2 separate regions of the Zea mays genome follow, and region 2 is linked to region 1. The links are chromatin contacts, called in public Hi-C maps. All regions are on one chromosome and are shown on one strand. Each heading gives the region's core, a stretch centred on a gene start, on an enhancer-like site or on the middle of the called end of the contact. The rest is flanking DNA. Distances are from core to core; before and after follow the strand shown.

Region 1 (4,012 bases), core at 885-3,384:
TATAGCATCTTGCCTTGAAGAGACGAAAGAAGCAAGCTTTCGCTCACAGGCATCCTTGAGGCCCTTGCAGCAAAACTTATTGGCAAAATCAAGAATCTCCAAGATAGCATCAGCTGACAAATACGGTAGTCTTCCTGATAGGCTGAATTTACTGATTGCCCTCATGCCAATAGGGGAGATACCATTTCTAGACATGTCAATGACCTCTAGATATGATTCCCTAAATCCACCGTTAAGCATTGCATACAGTGGAGTTGACAGCGCCGCGAGCTTCCGACGATCGCACGCAACCATATCATCTCTTATCCGGAAATGAACCACCGCAGAACCCCGAAACTCATCATCATCACCATCGTAGTTTATCACATGTGACCCAGTGGAGACCTGCAACACGAAATCCAGCAGCCTGAACTCCTGCAAGCACTTGCTGCACGAGCTGAGCAGGTCGGAGATGGCCTCCTCCCCTTTCTTCTCGTACTTGAGCCATGCCCCGAAGATGAGCTTCTCGTGTATGGTGCTCCCCTTCTCCCACGCAGACTGGAGGCTCCTCCGAGACAGCTTGGCCTCGCCGAGGCCACGGAAGACCTGATACTGGAGGAGGTACAGGGAGGACTTGTCGTCAGGGGGGCAGGACTCCAGCTCCTCGTGTATCTGAGCCAGTACGTCGACATAGTCCGCGGGCTTGAAGTGCGGAAGCACAGCCGGCTCTGGCATCTTCATCAAGGACTCTCTGCGACGGACAAAATGAGGATGAACATCTCGACCGGCCAACTTTGCACAACCAAATCAACACCGGTGCCTAAAAGACCGAGTCTTGCGCGCCACACAATTCAAGCATAAACGAACTTGGAGACTGGAAACAAGCGACCAGGATGGAGCTTACATGGAGGAGCCGGCGGCGGCATGGCCGGAGAACTTGGAGAGCTTCCCCCTCTCGAGGGGCAGCCATGAGTGGGGCGCGGAGTGAAGCTTGGTCTCTTTGCAGGCCGACTCGGAGAAGAAGAGCTTCCTCATGGCACATACCACGGCGGGGGCGCCACCCAGATCAGGGCTCCACCTCCACTTGTTCGTCTCGAATCCACTCAAATCCTCGCCATCCAGACCAGGGGCCCCAGATCGCCCCCGAATTCGCAATGAAACGCCGGGAACCAAGCCCCCGCGCCAGCCGCTGGCGACGACAGGCGGCGAGATTCGGAGCCCGAGAAAGCAAGAATTCCGGAGGGGCGCCCCGGGAGGCGGCGGCTTGGGAGCCCGGATCGGAGGCCCGGTCGAGCTCCCGGGCAGACGTCGGAACCCGGCCCCCAACCGCCGACCGATTAGGGGGGAACAGCACCAATCTACCGCTAGAGAGGGAGAGGGAGGGCGAGAGCGCGGTGGGGGGCGGATAGAGAGAGGTGGAGAGAGAAACCCAAATGCGCCGGCTTTAATGGCGGGGCGCAGCAAGAAGCCAGCGGGGAAGTAACCACTCCGCCAGGCGGCCCCCGCCCGGAGACTGCGAGAGCGGGCGCGAAACGCCAAGATTTGCTCGCTCCGCTCTCGGCTCTCGCTGCGGCGGCGGGAGGAGGAGGGGAGGGGGGGGCGGTTGGAGGGAAGAAGAGGAGCGAGCAGGCGGGGTCCCGCGATTCGGCTGCTTTGGAACGGAATTCCTGGGAATCCAAAGCCCCCGACGAACGCTTTTGTGCTGCGGCCGCTGGGCGCTGCTGTGACCCCGCTCTCTCTCTCACACTGGTCTGGTCTCGCTCCGCTCGGCTTTTCTGGTGAGGAAAGATGGGAAAGAAAGAGGCCGCGCTTTATCGATCTACTCTCCTCCTACCTCCCGTCTCTTGCCGGTGCGCGGGAGCTCCCGTGCTAATAATCCAGGGCGGCGGACAAAGCACGCGGCTAATCGCTTCGGAGTCCCGTCCCGTGTGGTCGTAGCGACGTAGTCTCGTAGGGCCCCAGCCCCAGCCGCTGCCGCGTGCGCGTCCTCTCTCCTCGCGCTCGCGGGCGGTGCCGTGGGCTGGTGGTGGTGCGCGCGATGGCGTCGTGCGGCGTCACTGGGGCCGGAGCCGGCCGTAGTGCCTGCGCCGCTGGTCCAGGCCAGCCACAGGCCCACAGCTCCACCAGAGCAGTGTCGTCCACCCAATGGCGCGTTTGCCCGCGACGCAAAGAGTTAAGTGGTTTTCCCTCCTCCTTCCTTCGGCACGGCAGGCAGTGGTTTTTATTGCTGTTGTATACGTGGCCGTGAGTGCACGAGGCCGGCGCGCGCGTGAACGGCCGGCATCGGCGATTTCCAGTTCGGTTTCGTCTGCCGGCGACGGAGGGGGGATTTGTAATTGGGTACGTTTTTTTTATTTCATGTATCTGGTGGGACGCTGCACGGATGAGAACGTACGGCAGCTCAGACGGCACATGTACCTTTGCCTTGTGCATAGGATAGCAGCACATGTGCTAGCAGGCAAGTGAGGCAACCGCAACTGGCGGTAGAATCTGACTAGAGTTTGTTTGGTTACACCCGGCTAAAATTTAGCTCATGTCCCATCGAATGTTTGAACCTCCGTTCCGGGTATTAAATGTAGTCGGATTATAAAACTAATTTGTCAGCCGAAGATTAAAAGACGAGACGAATCTAGTCCAGTTGGTTGGGTCTATATTTCATACTCCTATTTAAAAGTCAAACGATTGATGTGATCCGGGCTTAACTTTAGCAGGAGCAACCAAACACACTGTCTGACTTGATCAACAGTTCAACACAGACGTTTTCACATGGTCAACGGTAAAAAAAGGGGCAGTCTGAGGGGGTGTTTGGTTGCTCCTGCTAAATTTTAGTCCGGGTCACATCAAGCGTTTGACTTTTAAATAGGAGTATGAAATATAGACCCAACCAACTGGACTAGATTCGTCTCGTTTTTTAATCTTCGGCTGACAAATTAGTTTTATAATCCGACTACATTTAATACCCGGAACGGAGGTTCAAACATTCGATTAGACAGGGGCTAAATTTTAGCGGGGTGTAACCAAACACCCCCTGAATCCCGATGGATATTGCTGTTGCCCCTGCACACGTCACTGTCTCTGCGTGCCCCGCTTTTGGTACATTTTCTACTGTATGTGACTTTTAAAAAAAGGGCCGTCCTTTAATAATTTAGCGTGGATATATATATGATATATAATACATAGACCTTCCATGATAGAAGCTATATATTTCATATTTGCTTCATTTCTTCCTACCAGTGAGCAGCAAGTTTTCTTAACGTTTGGTTAGAGAAATGGAGTGACCCATCTTCTTCTCACTCCTCATATTTTTATCTGGTTTGAAAAATAGAATGAGTTGATCAATTATCGTCTCATTTCTTATAAGCTAATAATTAGTATATATACGAGGAGTGTGTTGATTCCACCAAAATTGATGGAATTAACTTATGATGCATCACCTCATGAAGCATTGGACGACTCCACAAACCAAACACATTATGTATTTTTCCCACGTTGCTATAAATCTAACATATCTAATATGTCATCTTTTGTAGCATATCTATATCACCATATTATAATTGCTCTAAGAGAGAAAGTTGCGTCCAAGTATATTTCCATCCAAGCGGAATAATATAAGGCGTGAAGGGGAACTACATGTGCATGCGTAAATAAATCATAGCTCATTTGATAAATCTCCGTCCATAAAAAAAGGAAATCATTTTCGTAGCATGTCCCAAAAGGTTAAACATTTAAAAAAAAGGGCATAATCGGCCATGTCTTCTCGCTAGCTGTACGTATTCAGGCTAACAAAAAAGGGCTGCCAATATTCTTGTTCTAGACCACCCGCCACTGAAAAGTATCGATGCTTTTTCCTCGGCGAGGAGATAGTATCTCAATCGCCTAATAAAAGACAGCACCACACCCAGCGCGTGTCCAAAAAGGATACGGCGACATTTCTGGAGGCTGCATCATGGTTATCCTGAGCGATTTTGACGAGGGTGACGAAAGCACCAAGTCATTTTTGGATTGTCTCCAACGGCTCCCTGTCAACCTCTCT
Region 2 (4,012 bases), core at 717-3,216, 270 kb before region 1:
ACACACTGTGAGGATTACCACCAGTAGAGAACAGAGAATTAAGACGAGTCTCTTCAGCAAGTAAATCAGACAACGCCTTAGCCATTGTGAGAGTGTCAGAACCCTGAAGTAAATGAGCACGAAGAGAATCAAACTCGGCCCGAACGCCCATAACAAATCTGTAAGTGAAGAACTTCTCAATAAACTTATGAGCCGGACACGGATCAGCGGTACAAGCAGGCACCATTGATGTCAAAGCACTCATCAGGCGATCAAAGGTTGAGTAGTACTCATCAATACTCATATCATTTTGCTCAATAACATGTCTGCTGCATGAGAGTGTGTAATAGAGCACCACTGTCCTGAACAAAACGCTCCTTCAAATGAGACCAGATGGCTTTAACAGTTTTGAATTTAGACAAACTCATAATCATAGACGGTTTGACGTTGTTCACCATAGCAGCCATCACTTTACCATCATTAAGCTGCCACGTTTTGATATCAGCAACATTGCGACGATCATCAGCAAGAACAGGTGCCGCATCAGTCAAATGGAAGAGTAATCCATGTCCCGGGAGTGCAGTCTCAACACAGAAAGCCCACTCCGGATAATTTTGACCATCAAGAGTGATATTGACAACAATAGCTTTTGTCGCCATATTGAATTGAATCAAAAACCAGGGAGAACAGGAGACCTGAGACCAAACAAACCAGAGCAACCCGACTTGGACGAGTTGACGGGGGTCCTGGGCGCGGAAGCCGAGTTGAACAGCGGCTGGCGGGAGCAGTGACGTCGCAGATCCGCGGCCCTGTCCGCAACAGCGACGGCCGGTGCAGATTTCCAACAGAGCAGCGGATCCGCGGAACTTGTCCCTAGCAGCGGACTGCGCAGGCCGAGATCCGGTCCCTGGCAGAGGACGGCGAGATGCGCCAATTTCCGGCAGAGCAGATCCGCAGAACTTGCGCAGGCCGAGATCCGGTGGCCGCAGATCGACGGCGCTCTGCCCCTGGCAGAGGACGGCGAGGACGGCGAGATCCCTGGCCACAGATCGATGGCGCTCTGCCACTGGAAGGCCGCGGCGGACGGCGCCGGCTGAGGACGCGCGGCCCCTGGCGGCGGACGGTGAAGGAGAGAGCGGCGACCGAGTTCCTCTGGCAGCGAACGGCGCAGGTCTGGCGACGGACTACGCGGCGGAGATCCCGCCCTGGCGGCGGACGGCGCAGGCCTAGATCCGGCAGAGGGCTGCGGGATGGGGGATGGGGAAGACCGCACGACGGCGGCAGAGGAGGGAAGAGGTGGCCGCGACGGCAGGCCGGAGAGCTGGACGAGATGGCAGCACAGCGACGGCGCCAAAAATTTGGATCCGGATCGAGTTTAGACATAAACCCTAACCCTAACCTCCTCTGATACCATGTGACTAACCTGGATTAGGTGAGGTGAGAGCCCCCTCAGGTACTGTAGCATATATATAGGCATATGGGCCTTATGGGCCTTAACACCATCTAGTAGAGGTGACTCAATATTCAACTAGGCAAAAGGGCCTCTAACTGTCCTGAGCTCGACTCCCCATGGGAGCGAATTCCAAGTCGTGGTTAAAAAAATCCCCTTGTTTGTCCCAAGCCAAAGCACAGTCTAAGGCTCAGTCCCAGTCGCGGTCGTTTCTCACATGGGCTATGGTGCCGTTGTGTATGGGTGGGGCAGGATTTCAGGGGTTTTCTCGACCTCTATGAGAAGGTCTTCTTCTTAATATAATGTTTGGGGGCTGTCTTACCCCCCGCAGGTCGAGGGTTTTTCAATATTCAACTAGGCTGGTACATCTGAAATCTAAAAAACTGAAGAATGAAACGTAACTATTTCGATGGTGCAGATTATATCCTTCGGAGCACAGAAAAGCTTTTGAATCTCCAACATTGGCAGATATAATTTGTCCATCAGCTATCAAGACCACGGTCGCTGTTGAACCAGATTCAAAATTGTTCTGTAATGCTTCCTGCATTGAACACAAAGAAGAATCATTTTTTGACGTATGAATATAATGTTACAAAATTTAATTATACAGGTGAAACATGAAACCCTCCTTGGAGAATGTTAAATCAATATCATGAACTGCCCTCATTAGTGATTCCTTCAGAATTTCCGTATGAAATGACCGGTCTAGAATGGCTGGTGATGCCCAACATGACCTGCATTTTTTATCAGTGAGAAAGTTGTAACACATGAACAATTAAGCAACATATGAACGAAAAATGGCGTATAAAAACTGAACAGGAAGACATACCTCTCTGCATGGTCGGATTGGCCATGCTTGTACAGATTAAATACATTGTTAAAAATAGTAACTTCCCTATATGTCAGTTTCCCAGTAGATTTTCTGAACCGCAGAGAGTGTATGCCATCGAGAAGAAAATAAACATGGAGCAAGAAGTAATCCAGAAAAAGCTTAGAAGCCATCTCACTAGCCTCAGCTCCATTATGACCGTCAAATATTGCCACCACTCCCACATCAACCTCCTTAATTCTCATGTTCTCTGTATTATGTTAGTCAGTTAGCTAAGATAAATTGTAGACAAACTACAAACAAATAGAGTGCATGGAGTAAAGAATTCAATCAGAGCAACCTAAAATGCTTTTGAGAATTGAGAAATAACATTATATTGAACTATTAATTGAGCACGCAACAGCCATATGTAGCATGGCCGGGGCCCAAGGTATGAATCACCTAGCTGCCCTTGCGCCAACTAGAGGCCGTTATCTCTAGGTCAAGGTGATGTGTTTTTTTGTTTCTAAAGACGAGTGTGTGTTCAATGTAAAGCTTGTGAGTATGTTGGGCATGTACGGGTTCTAAACACCTTTTTTCCTTAATATATGTGTAAGTCTCTTGTGTGTGCGAGAGAGAAAAAACAGCAGCAGCCATATGTCATCCCAAGTGGAACTCATCAGTCATTACCATTGCACAACCAGAAGTATGTAATCTCTGCGGTAGACTGGTATGCATAAGATGTTTTAACAACTAATTCAGATTGACGAAATAAAATATATGGTGCATTTCACTACAATACCTCCAGCAAATTCACAGTGTTACGATTGACACCCAGCTTATGGTGTGTATCTTTGAACAGTAAACCTCCAGAATGTTCCTGGTGTTACTATCTGGAATCAGCGTCCAGTTTGGACTTCGGTGCTTTCCATCTTATCAACCCCTTCAAATAAGATGTCAAGCAACATAAGGCAAATACAGGCACACTGGACTATAGCCTAAACTATAACTCCAGAAGACCATTTCGGCCTATATCGCTAGCTTGGTGCTAACTGTGTAGTGCGGCAATAGACTAGTAGGCTAAAACAACGATCCAGAAACCCCAATTCAGTTCACAAAATCCATCCAACTCACTGGCTGATTTGAGCACTAGAGACTGAAGCATCCAGATCACGTTGTAAAGTTGGGAGGTACCTACGAAGGGGATGCGGATGCCGAGGGCACAGACGGCACGGTCCTCCTGGGACCGGCGGCGGCCGCGATCCGCCGCCACGTGGCACCCCATAGGGATGCTCTTTCCCCCGCCACCCCCCTGGCCGTCGTGCGGGGGGAGGGTCCAGCGCGGGCAGTGCGCGGACTGGAACACCGCGGGGGCGCCCCCCTCCCGGTACACCGCGAGGCACGTCGCCGACTCGGCCGCGCACCGCGGGAGCCGCCTGGGGAGCGCGTGAAGGACGAGAAGGAGGAGCGGTAGGGTGGGGAAGCCGCGGCGGCCGCAGTCCGGCAAGGGCATCGGCGAGTCGCCGGCGGAGGAGGACAAATGGTGGGCCCGAGCCCAGAACAGTGTCTTGCTTCGTTTGGTTTTCTTTGTTTTTTGGGAGCATATCTGGTGCACATGCCATCTTGGTGCACATGTGCACATATTAAATCTTAGCCCACCATCTTTGATCTAACGTCAACTGACAATTTTGCAAAGAGACCCTCCCGCAGCCCTCCATACGTTGGAAACCCCCTCGCTCTTTTCCATCTCACGGACTCGATTGGAATCTGAACGT

The links. Hi-C and Micro-C count contacts between places; a contact is called where the count stands out from the background.
Region 2: a Hi-C map of leaf shows a contact between it and region 1, with 5 times the contacts expected there. The contact joins the promoter of LOC103648096 here to the promoter of LOC100501097 in region 1. A contact is called at or near these places in 4 of 25 Hi-C or Micro-C datasets (bundle sheath, leaf, seedling and 1 more).

What each region holds. Positions count from the first base shown.
Region 1 is chr2:233,161,315-233,165,326 of Zm-B73-REFERENCE-NAM-5.0, reverse strand. LOC100501097 reads right to left here and starts at 2,134. Exons shown (of 5, transcript XM_008670297.4): 1 at 884-2,134; 2 at 1-730. The coding sequence starts at 1,014.
Region 2 is chr2:233,432,941-233,436,952 of Zm-B73-REFERENCE-NAM-5.0, reverse strand. It overlaps LOC103648096, which reads right to left and starts at 1,966. Exons shown (of 2, transcript XM_008672600.4): 1 at 1-1,966. The coding sequence starts at 283. LOC103648097 reads right to left here and starts at 3,874. Exons shown (of 20, transcript XM_008672603.3): 1 at 3,436-3,874; 2 at 2,259-2,508; 3 at 2,054-2,163; 4 at 1,832-1,966. The coding sequence starts at 3,871.